Linked DNA regions of Rattus norvegicus: all the other regions are linked to region 3. Evidence: chromatin contacts called from public Hi-C data. All regions are on one chromosome and are shown on one strand. Each heading gives the region's core, a stretch centred on a gene start, on an enhancer-like site or on the middle of the called end of the contact. The rest is flanking DNA. Distances are from core to core; before and after follow the strand shown.

Region 1 (3,397 bases), core at 889-3,388, 260 kb before region 3:
CACATAGAGGCAACACCGTGTGCCCACTGTTAGTAAATGGAAGATCTGGGTGGGCATAAAATCCAATACATGTGAAACTGGTTAATGGTTCTCAATGATGGACTGAGTAAATGAGATGATTGATTACACAGAACGCAGTTTCATGCTTCAACAACAAAATAGCCTTAAGCCTGCTATTTTTGTTCTCGATACACAGAGGACATACTTGAACAGTCCCATTAGGCAATCCCTAGCCATTGAGGATGGCAATTGGAAATAGAAGAAAAGGTTGGCTCCCTGAGTCTGTTTCTCAGAATGGAGGATAATCTGATGCTCCGGCTGTGTTTTAAGTCTGTCTCAGAAACTTGCTTCTGTAATGGTGACTGCCATAGATGCCAGCCTAAACTTGGAGGGTGGCCACCCTCACCCTCTCACTTCAAAGTTGCTAAAGATCTTTTGTTCTCAGGATCTAAGAGGAAATTGCAAGTCATTGCGTTCAGAGAGGCACCTGTGAAAGGCACGCCTTGCTTTGACATGTTAATCAGACACTTCATTTTGATTCATTAGATTTGCAGCCAGCTGCCTTAAAGAACACCTTTCTGGATTTGATGCTCTGGGAACTGCTTCAAAAACCATTTACTGAAATGAGATGACTTTAATTTCTTATCTAAAATCTCTCACTGGGTTCCCTGGTGATTAGCCCCAAAATCCAATTTTGTTTTCCCATCATTTTGTTTTGTTTTCCACTCCAGGTGGCTCCTGATCTCCTCTGGCCACGACTGCTTCCTTTCTGCATAATCTATATGTACTCCCACCGAGAGCCCCTGCCCTTATACTATTCTCTTCCGGGCTAAAACACTGTGCCTCACATCTCCCTATCCTGGAAGTCTCATTTCTCAGTTTGACTTCCCTGAACCATAACCTCTCTCCATCCTATCGCTCAGGCTAGGGTTCTGTGAAGAACTTGTAGGAATGTCAGTTACCTTGCTCATTTGATTTCCGTGATTATTTCCTCCTCGAGGGAATAGAGCATCAAACGATCTTCGTCGCACATGGAGATCTATGCCAGAAGAACGAATGAACACAGTAGACTTTACTCACTGGGACCCACACATTTATACTTTTTTTCCTGAAATGTTAATAGCTGTGGCTGTGCCTGTGAAGCTTGCACATGTCTTATACTCTGAATTTGGAAAGTTCCCCACTGGCTCAAGGTTCAAATGCTTTCTTCCAGTGGGTGACATTTTCTGCTCACTTTGGCTTGTTTTAAAGAGAGACAGACATAGGGATATAGATGTGGGGCATAGGGATATAGATGTTTGGAGGCTAGGTAATCATGGAAACATGTTCAGTCAATTACCTTTACTTTATTCAGAATAGGGAGAGTGTTGTAAATAGTCATCTAACAATTGTTCATTACTCTCACCTTTTCTCGGGAAAAGTCTTTGCCCAAACATAATCTTTATGACTTTGTGTTTTCCCATGGTTGAGGGTTTCATCTACATTTTAGGATTAAGTGATACAAAGTGTCTGAGAAGCCTCTGATATTGGGGCTTTATAATTTTTTAAAATATATTAATGCAAATACTTCAGTTTTCACAGAGGAGTCTACAGTGATGAATCTGTCGCATTCTTTCTAGGTGATCATTTTTTTTTTCCTTCTTTATCTGGAGTGCCCAGTGTAGTGGCTGTTCAGTGCACTATTAAATCAGTGGATGGGTGGAAACCATTGTTATTTCTTCCTTTCCTCTGCCAGCTCTTCATTTGTTTATTGTAAGTGTTGCTCGCTTGAATTTATTTTTCCCTTTGGCAAATTACTGTTCATTGAATAGAACACATTTATAGAGGTGCTTTTCAGTTAGTTTTAGTTTGAATGTTGTTATTATGCATGCACACGTGTATGGACATATGTTTGTACATATATTTTGTCAAGGCATCCGGTCTGATATGGGTTTTAATGTCTAAGCACTGTGAGAATTGGACGACAGTGGCCAAATAAACAATGGGCAAGATGAACAGTGCATTGACTGTAAGTGTTCTTCTCTGGTGTTGGCTCTGGATTACTTGTGACTTTTGACTTATTCATAACCCCTGCCCATCCATTGTCATGATCAGTGATGAAACTCTAAAGTCAAGACATTTCTGAATCATGTCTTAGTATGTTGGGCAATGCCTTTATTTTGGGATTTGGGTTATTTGTGGCTTGCCCTTTTATGGTATAAATGAGCCACACTGTTTATTTCCATTTTGCAATAAAAAAGGTACTGCCTACTTAGCCAGAAGGCAAATACTTTTACTCTGAATTGCTTTCTGGCTATTTTTCCAGTGACATTTGATGTTAAGCTGTGAAACACATTATCCCCAGTCACTTCTCTCATCCATCTCTCCCCTCAAACATTTCCTTTTAGGTGGATCAAAACCAATGCTTCGAAAAGTGAAGCCAATATTATTTGATTGCTTCTTACTGTGTGAAACTACCAGAGAGGCTGGAATAAATGCCCGTTGGGTCCCAGGCTGCTGCCGTCAAAGAATGTCTACTGGCCAACCAGGTGTTCCAGAATATTTTGCCTTAGGGTTGGCCTGCCCAGGGACTGGCATTAACATATGTCTGGGCTTCAGTATTTTCTGTGTAGCTTAGAATGCTATCTTTGGGCACATTTATTAGGTCACATGAGGAATATTGGCTATTGGACAGCAGCCTGCATGGCAGTAAAGTTATATATGCCTTAGACATGTTCTCCAGATATAGAATAATCCTTTTATAGGTCTTCAGATCTTCTGGGTTGTTTTCAATTTTTTCGTTTTCCTACCTGAATGTAGTCTCTGCTCTCCATTTATTTTACTACATTTTCCCTAGCTTCTTTGTTTCTCTAACCATTCAAGACCTTACACTCAAACCTATGCCTTGCTAATCCTAACAGACCTGGCTACCCTCTCACATGTGGAACTCACGCTGCCAAATAGAATCTTAAAACTTTCAACTTCGGACTGTTTCTTTCCAGCTGAAAGTTCCTGTCTGTAGTCTGCCTGCCCTTTGTTTCAGTGATTTCCACTCTGCCTCATTAAGCTTACAGTGCCGCATAGCCGATTGACTCACAGTCTTGGTATGTAGTAGAAGGCTCCTGTCTTTCCTTTGCATTTTGGTGACATTGCTGAGAAATGATCTGGCCTTTGTGACACAGCTGATAAAACATTTTCTGACTTTTAAATAACACCAAGTGGTAGCAGCTCAATAAAAGTTAAATAAAATAATTTCAAAACCAAAAGAATAAAATGGCAGTGGGTTTCCAATTGGCAGCAACAACGTGGGTATTAATACATTGGTTCCTCAAAAGAGAATGAAAATTTTCTCCTCATTTTGCCATAAATGTTCTGTAGATTGAAGAGAAAAGATGCTTCGTGAAATTCACTACGACGT
Region 2 (3,480 bases), core at 327-2,826, 490 kb before region 3:
TTGGCCAAATCCCTGGTGAAGATGCTCTGGATGGGAACATCCAGCTCTGCGCTCTCCATCTTGTCACAGTCAATGTAGAGCTGGGCCCTGTCTTCTTGGACAAACAGCGTGATGCTCTTCCACTGGCCAGTGGCCAGGAGAGCTTCCTCCACTGACACCACTTGCTGCTTCCCGGGCAGGCTCAGACTCAGATCGAGGGTGCCGGCTTTGCCATTGGAGACCACACTGAAGATCTGGCCAGAATTGTCTTTCCGTTCCACGGCCAGGAGTGTGCCCCGAGTCTTCTTCATCTGCCTCAAGGAAGCCAGGAAGATGAAGCCTTTGTCGGCCCACACAGCGTCCAGTAGGTCTTGGAACTTGTCATCTGGCACAGGGGGGATCAGGTTGGCATTCTCGATCCGGAAGGCGGGGCTGGATAGATCTTGGCCCTTCACCAGTCGGCGACCCGGAACCTTGCGGGCACCTCCAATGAGTTCAAAAATGTCGAACACACCATTGTCTCCCCCAGACTCTGGAAGGCGAGAGAAGACAATGGGCTTTCTAGGTGTAAGGGTGTAAAGTCCTGGCCGTGAGGGGCCAAAGTGAGAAATCTTGGCAAGTAGGGAATACTGAGAGCTGCATCCTGGACTCAGGAAACATTTTAAGGAGAACCCAGGAGGCATACACCTGCGGGGGGGCGGGGAGAGAGAGAGAGAGAGAGAGAGAGAGAGAGAGAGAGAGAGAGAGAGAGAGAGAGAGAGAGAGATTTATCACAGACTCACCTGGAATGCGGTTGCTTCCACACACATGCAACAGGAACAGGACGCCTAGTCCCCTGAGGAGCTCCATGGTGGAGCCTTTGTGCCCAACGCGGAGCCTGTAGCAAGAAGCACAGGAGGACTGAGTTAGAGACCAGGAAGCAAGGTAGTAGGGCAGAGGTGTGAGCGTGTGTGTGTGTGTGTGTGTGTGTGTGTGTGTGTGTGTGTGTGTGTGTGTGCGCGCGCTCTTTGGCCCCATTTACTTTCCAGATGGTATCCAGTATAAAAAGAGTGCCAGAGGCAGGGGACTGTTGGTGTTCCAGGACGAAGGGCGTAAAGTGACTTGGGCTTTTTCTTGTTCTCTTAGACAAGAATACAGAATGTACCTGGGGAGAAGGATGGCAAAAGTCAGGAGCAACCTGGGGACTACTTGGTAAGAAAATCTTGGAGTGTCTTGGAGGTAAAGTTGGTGAACCCTAAGGCTGGAGAGAACCAATTCCGCCAAGTTCTTACCAGCGGATAGATGGGGCAGGATAAGGGACAGTAAGGAAAACCAGAAGGGGGAGAGTGGGAGATGGGGAGTCTCTCCGATTGTCTGCAGCCTGGGGTTTTGGGTTGGTCGGCCAGGTGCTCAGCAGAGGCGGGAGAAGGCTTACCTGTGTGCACCGGAGCTCAGCAGCCCGGAGTGGTGGAGAAGGCGAAGTGAAGGACAAGGACTTCGAGTCCGGTAAAGACGCTGAGATTGCTGGTGCGGCCGGATAGACCGTGGCAGGACTGGGTAGTTGCGTCGCGAGTGCCTGCAGAAGTCCGATGAGGCTGGCTGACTCCAGGCAGTGGCTGGCTCGACTGAGGATCCCTGGACCTTTTAAAGAGGCTCCCGCATTCCTGGCCAATGGGCAGGAAGCGGGGGGGGGGGAGTGCGGGGGGAGTGAGGGGGCGGGGGGGGGCACACGGAACGGGAGGGGGGAGGGGACGGGGGACGGGTTCCTCTCTCCGCCCCCTGCTGCCTGGCGCGAAGCTCGCCGGCTGAAAGTGAAGGGGAAGACTCCGATCCCGCACAGGAGCCCTGGAACTTCTCAGAAAAATAGGTCTCCGCCCACACAGCCTTGGCGTACTCAGCCCTTAGGATCTTGCGCCACGCGAGCTGGAGACCTTCCGCCTGAGGGACCCCAGACAAGATGCTCCTTTGGGGACCAACTAAGACCCTTTAGGGTATCTTTCACTAAAGCCCGTCTCCTTGCATACTTCGATGATGGAGACGCTTGGGGATCGAGACAGTCTGGTTTAAAAATAAAAGGGCAAAAGGTCGGACTTCTTAAAAGAAGCTGCCTCCTGGGTCTATGCTGGTGGGTGGGGGATCCCTTGTCATCTATACTTCGCGCTCCACTCCTGCCCCGCACGATAGCCTTCCTTCTGACTCACTAAGGGTGGCAGTGCGGTGTTGCGCTGGATCAGCAGGACGGTGCACCGAGGTCGCCTTCCCATTCTCCCAACTCCAGAGTTCTTCCCCAGTTCTTCTGTGCTTCCCCAGATGGCCGCTTGGGGGCGGTATATGTATTCTGATTTAGGGGATCCTTGCGAAGTTTTTTAGCCGCGTTTTAAGAAAGCAAATTTGTATCTAGCACCCTCAAGGCAAACTGAAATTATGTTTTGAAAAACAGTTTTGTGACCACTCGTGTTTCTTAACGTGACTCCAGATTGGAGAATTTGCTGAACCACCTGGCTCCAGGATCTTACACTATTTACAGAACGGACCCATAGAGTAATAAATTGCTCTCTGCCTATTATTTTATTTCCTGTCTTTCTCCCTAAACGTTTCTTTTTTTCATTTTCGGCTCCCAAAACAGAGGTGTGGTTTACATTTCTGTGAATATACACTTTTCCATGAGTAGCCTGCTCTTGATGCTTTGTCTCTGAAGTCTGGTCTCTATGCCACCGGTCCCAAGCCAAGATGACTCTAGCTTCCTGGAATTCCATTCATCTCTTTGGGAAGGGACGTCAGCAGCGACGCTTCTCCAGCTGTGGCCCTGCATGAACAGGCTTGGCTCTGAGTCCAGGGACCCAGGTAAAAGCATCACCAAATAAGGATCTTGGCAGAATCAGGGTGGGGGCAGACTGAGGATCTGTTGGGGCTCCCTCCCCTTATCAGTTCCACCTGGCTGGACTCCCAAATCTTGGAAACACCCACGACTTTATGCTCATCACACAGCAATTTCACTTTCTTCGTGTGGGAGTGTTCTGTGACAAGGTGCGTGAGTGTGTGCGTGTGGTATGTGTGTGTACACATAAGGAGGGACTTACAGAGTGTTTCCTAGTTACTCAGGGTACACAGCTACTCAGCTAGTGCCTCTTGTAGCTAAGTATTTCCCAAGATGTGTTTGTTTATTAGACTTCAGAAATTCAGAGCCAGGAGTAAAAGTTTCTACTGGTTGATTAGTCAAACTAGATTCCTGTCCTCGAAGTCACAGACTGACTCAGCTGCACAATCTGAAGATTGGGGATCAGCAGCCAGGCTAGTTCTTCCCTTCCAGTCCCTTCCAGTTCCTTCCTCAGTCCCTTTGCTCTGCGAAAGGTGATTGCTTTAAATATTCTGCTCAGCACTAATTCTTCCGGCAGGGACCTTAGGAGCTAACTGCTCTGGGAGGGTTGGCCTTGAGATCCTCTTTCCTCTTGAATTTTGTACCACAGAGATGAATGTAAGAGCCCACAGGCAAGAGCTTCTCTCCCCGTGTAAACCCATCCA
Region 3 (3,825 bases), core at 122-2,621:
GGAATGCCAACAATGCAGATAAGTCCTGATAACTGGCTGCCGAATGAACAAAGCCACATAACCAGGAAGGTAGCTGTCAAACTGAGCAAAAGGCTTCTGGGGAGACTTGGCTGCAGGGACTGTAACTTACAGCACCTTTCCCCTGAGCCAAACAGGCTGGTATTTTATATCTAAAGTCCTCACGGGCATGGGGCAAATTCCTTTGTTCTTTGTGAGTTTCCTAGCATGGCAAAGCCCTCCTCTGTGGCTGCTCGTAAAAGGAGCAGTCATGCATCTTCACCCATAGGAATGAATTCAAGTGACTGTGGGGGAGCTGCTGGACCAAGCAGGGGGCATTGAACCCTCTGATGTCTTATGGGGATGGATTTGTTGACTGGTTTCACACTCAGATTTTCATAGTCAAATGAGTCTCATAAATCAACTTTTTAACATAAATATTTCAGAACAACCAGTGCCTGAACCCATTTTCAGGTTGGCAAGTGTCCAGGAAAAGTCCAAAGACAGAACATGGGAAGAATGAGATTCCATTGTACCTCTGGACTCCACCTCTGACCTCTGAGTAGCCTACTTGTTGACTGGATTCTGCACTCACTGTCGGCAAAGTTCTGCATCCCGTGGTCAACTTCAGCTCTGATTGGATTTTTCTTCCACCCTCTAATGTAATTGTAGAACAGCTGGTGTCCTGATGATCCCAACCAGAGGTTGAAAACATCCTTGGCTTTGGGACAGGCACTTCCCAGTCCTGTAAAAGAACAATAGAAATTCCAGGAAAGGCTGAGAAGGTGAGTCATGAGGCTCTGTGTCTCATATAGCATCCTATGCGTACATAAGCAATATATTTCCATGTAAAACAGAGTTTGAGTATTTGGAGAAAAAAATTAGAAAATGGTGAGAGTTTACGTTCAATAACAGCCTTCACTCGGGACTCTTAATTCTTCCACACTTTATTAACAAATGTGAAGTTCATGTTTCAGAACACAGTTTAGAGTCAGTGTAGTGCTCCTTAAATCCTGAAGTTACATCCATCATTGACTGAAGACCAGAGGGAGAGAAGATTAGCATTTGCACTCTACCCAGCTTGCTGAGAAACTGGATCATAACTCACCTATCTTTCCAATGAGACCCTTCACAATAGCCCCCTTTACCTGTGTTTCCTATGGTTTTAATTTAGAAACCACATGATATATTTGACATAAATGCCAAGGAGATTGTAGGTAATTGCTGGCTGTTGGCAGCAGACCAGACCTAGGGCAATTGTGTATCTTAACAAAGTCAATAATTGGGCTGATAATGAGCTCGAAATGGAATCACATTCTTACTCCGTGCCTCCTGAAGCTGGATGAGAAGGCTTCTGAGTCATGTGAATAACATGTTGAATGACTCCCTGCCGTGACTCTATGATCCATACCAAAAGGAAGTCTAACAGCTCTTTTTACTCGCCCATGTTTAATATGAGAGCATTCTCCAGCAAAGTCTGGGCAATTATTAGTATAAAAATTATTAATTCATGAAATGTTTAAAATTGGGGGATTTAAATGTGGGAACCTGCAATTATGTTAGGTACAGCTTTTACTCTGGGCCATGGTCAAAATCACAAGAAAGACCCTAGCCCACTGAGCAAACAAAACATTGATCTTGCAAAACTGATTAGTGGAATGTATGTTCAAATCTGTTTGTATTCTATAAAGCCCTATTCTGAGTTAGTGTTTTCAAAACCCAGCAAGCTACCTAAAAAAACACAGCTTGTCTTTCATCCCTCCAAGCATTAAATACTGAGAATTTGGCCTCTTGTGTTGACAGTCCAACACACCACTCTACCTTCATGGCTACCTACCAGTCCAGATCAGGGGTCCTGTCTTTCATGTGGACTGTTTGCAGCTCCTCCTAACTGCATTGAGGAGAGTGAGGCAAAACAAATATGGCAGATAGTCAGAGATAAGCACAAAATTTATCAGCCACCACAGGCAAACCTGTAACCTATAAATTCAGGGTGTCAGCCTATTTTGAGAGTTAAAACAAATGCTGTAATTTGGATAGTTTATACACAACAGAAAGCTGGGGAGCCCAAGAGTAAGGTGCTGCAGATTAGTTGTCCAAGAGAGCTTGCTCTTTAAATTGTAGAGGGTGACTGCTGACAAGTTTTTGACATTGTGAAGAAGCAAGCTTCCATAGACCTCGTTTGTAAGGAAACTAATCTAGTCTCATGACCCAGCAAGTCCCACCTCTTAATGCTACCTTGTTGGGAGGAAAGAAATTCTTTGGATGAAACAGACATAGTACAGGGTAAGGAGGAAGGTTGACATGAATCCACTGATTCGTGGTTGATTGGATTTAGACAGCACACTTGATGCTTTCAGAAATCATCCAAAACCTAGCCTTACATTTCATAGTCAGAGAAATGTCAAATGAATTGTTGTTGGCCGACCATTGGAAGCCTATGAGTGAACTAGATGGGTGTTCTCTAGTTCGTAAGAAAATCAGAAATCACACAACTCCTGATCATATGTAGCAACTGTGAAATCCATTGCTAAAAAAGATTACCAGACATTTGAGAACGTGCTAATGATCCAATTCATTACTGTTTTGCCACCACCCTGATTCATATTTCACTTTCCTGAAGGGCCTGGCCAGGGTTTCTACAAGTGTAAGCATTTACCAGAGTACAGGTAACATATATGAGCCTGCTTTCTACCATCAGGGCTATACAGACAATTCAAAAGACTGAGTGAGACCTGACCTTATTTCTGGTTAGCTCATTAGTACAAAGTTGAACACAAAGTCTCAAATAAGACAAGATGGGGGGACTCTCCCCTGAATTACTATTGTATCTCCCCTGACCCCTTGAGACAGAGGGTGTCTTCGTTTATCTCAAGATGCCCATGTGCTCATAATCCCATCTCGTTCTCCTGAGGCCTGAGGACACCAGCATGCCCTTGATGCCCCACCCCCATCAAATTGTAACTTAAAGAATAGCAGATGTTCTTACAGGAGAAGTTAGAAACAAGTTAACTGACAGTAATCACTGTGCTGTATCACTTCCCATTTGTGTGTGTGGTGGGCAAACCCTGCTGCTTGTCAGTGGTCGGTTGCCTTGAAGGAATTGTGAGGACTCCTGGCACAGAGTAGTATTGTTTCTGAAATGAAGTTAACCTTGTTTACATAAATCACAAAATAAATCAGAAGGTGCCCAACAAAAACATCTTTTGTTTCATTTCCTTCAGGATTTCTTCATTAGAAGCTACAGGTTCTTATTAATTTATATTGATAGACTCTTTTAGACTTGTGAAACAAAAAAAAAAAAATTCAGCTCCTCCGAAAGTTTATTCAAGACAATGAAATCACATAAAAATATCCAACTCCTTTGCCATAGGCCTGTTTCATGCTGAGTATTGGAGACGCTGGTTTCTCCTGGCCAGTGCCTGCTCCCAGCAGGGCAGACAGAAGGGCTCTGTGTGGAAGAAGAGGGGCCAGAACTACAACTGCACTGGGCCAGTGGAGGCAGGCGTCAGGAGCTCTGGACATCTGAGGAAAAAGTTGAAAATGAGCCAATGTGTGAAAATTTGGGAGGTGTTCTAAAGGGCTCTGAAAACATCAAAAGCCAGGCATCAGAAGAAAAAGAATCAAGAAATAAAACTGCCATTTTTATAGGCTATTTGGGATCAAACCAACACCATTGAAGCTAGAAATATTTGGTTGGATTAAAGCTATTCATAATATAAAAATAAGGAAAGTATATTTTAAAAAGGGAAAATTAATGGGAAAAATAAAACTTCAAAAGAATGCAACCTTTGATAAAAAGCAGCTTAGAATTGATCTGATTCACTA

The links. Hi-C and Micro-C count contacts between places; a contact is called where the count stands out from the background.
Region 1: a contact with region 3 is called in a Hi-C map of the Rat2 cell line, with 2.6 times the contacts expected there. The contact joins two enhancer-like sites. A contact is called at or near these places in 2 of 12 Hi-C or Micro-C datasets (the A7r5 cell line and the Rat2 cell line).
Region 2: a contact with region 3 is called in a Hi-C map of the A7r5 cell line, with 5 times the contacts expected there. The contact joins the promoter of Thbs1 here to the enhancer-like site in region 3. A contact is called at or near these places in 2 of 12 Hi-C or Micro-C datasets (the A7r5 cell line and the Rat2 cell line).

The regions. Positions count from the first base shown.
Region 1 is chr3:125,280,377-125,283,773 of GRCr8, reverse strand. No RefSeq gene overlaps it. Among named protein-coding and RNA genes, the nearest start is that of Thbs1, 230 kb to the left of the region's middle. Within about 2 kb of position 2,138, at least 8 of the 93 cell types and tissues checked have an H3K27ac peak or open chromatin away from gene starts, as enhancers often do. A contact at or near this core is called in the A7r5 cell line, where this site is marked.
Region 2 is chr3:125,508,346-125,511,825 of GRCr8, reverse strand. Thbs1 (thrombospondin 1) reads right to left here and starts at 1,576. Exons shown (of 22, transcript NM_001398940.1): 1 at 1,394-1,576; 2 at 762-856; 3 at 1-511. The coding sequence starts at 828. It overlaps LOC134486137 (a long non-coding RNA gene), which reads left to right and starts at 511. Exons shown (of 2, transcript XR_010064872.1): 1 at 511-1,170; 2 at 1,365-2,529.
Region 3 is chr3:125,021,692-125,025,516 of GRCr8, reverse strand. No RefSeq gene overlaps it. Among named protein-coding and RNA genes, the nearest start is that of Rasgrp1, 340 kb to the right of the region's middle. Within about 2 kb of position 1,371, at least 6 of the 93 cell types and tissues checked have an H3K27ac peak or open chromatin away from gene starts, as enhancers often do. A contact at or near this core is called in the A7r5 cell line, where this site is marked.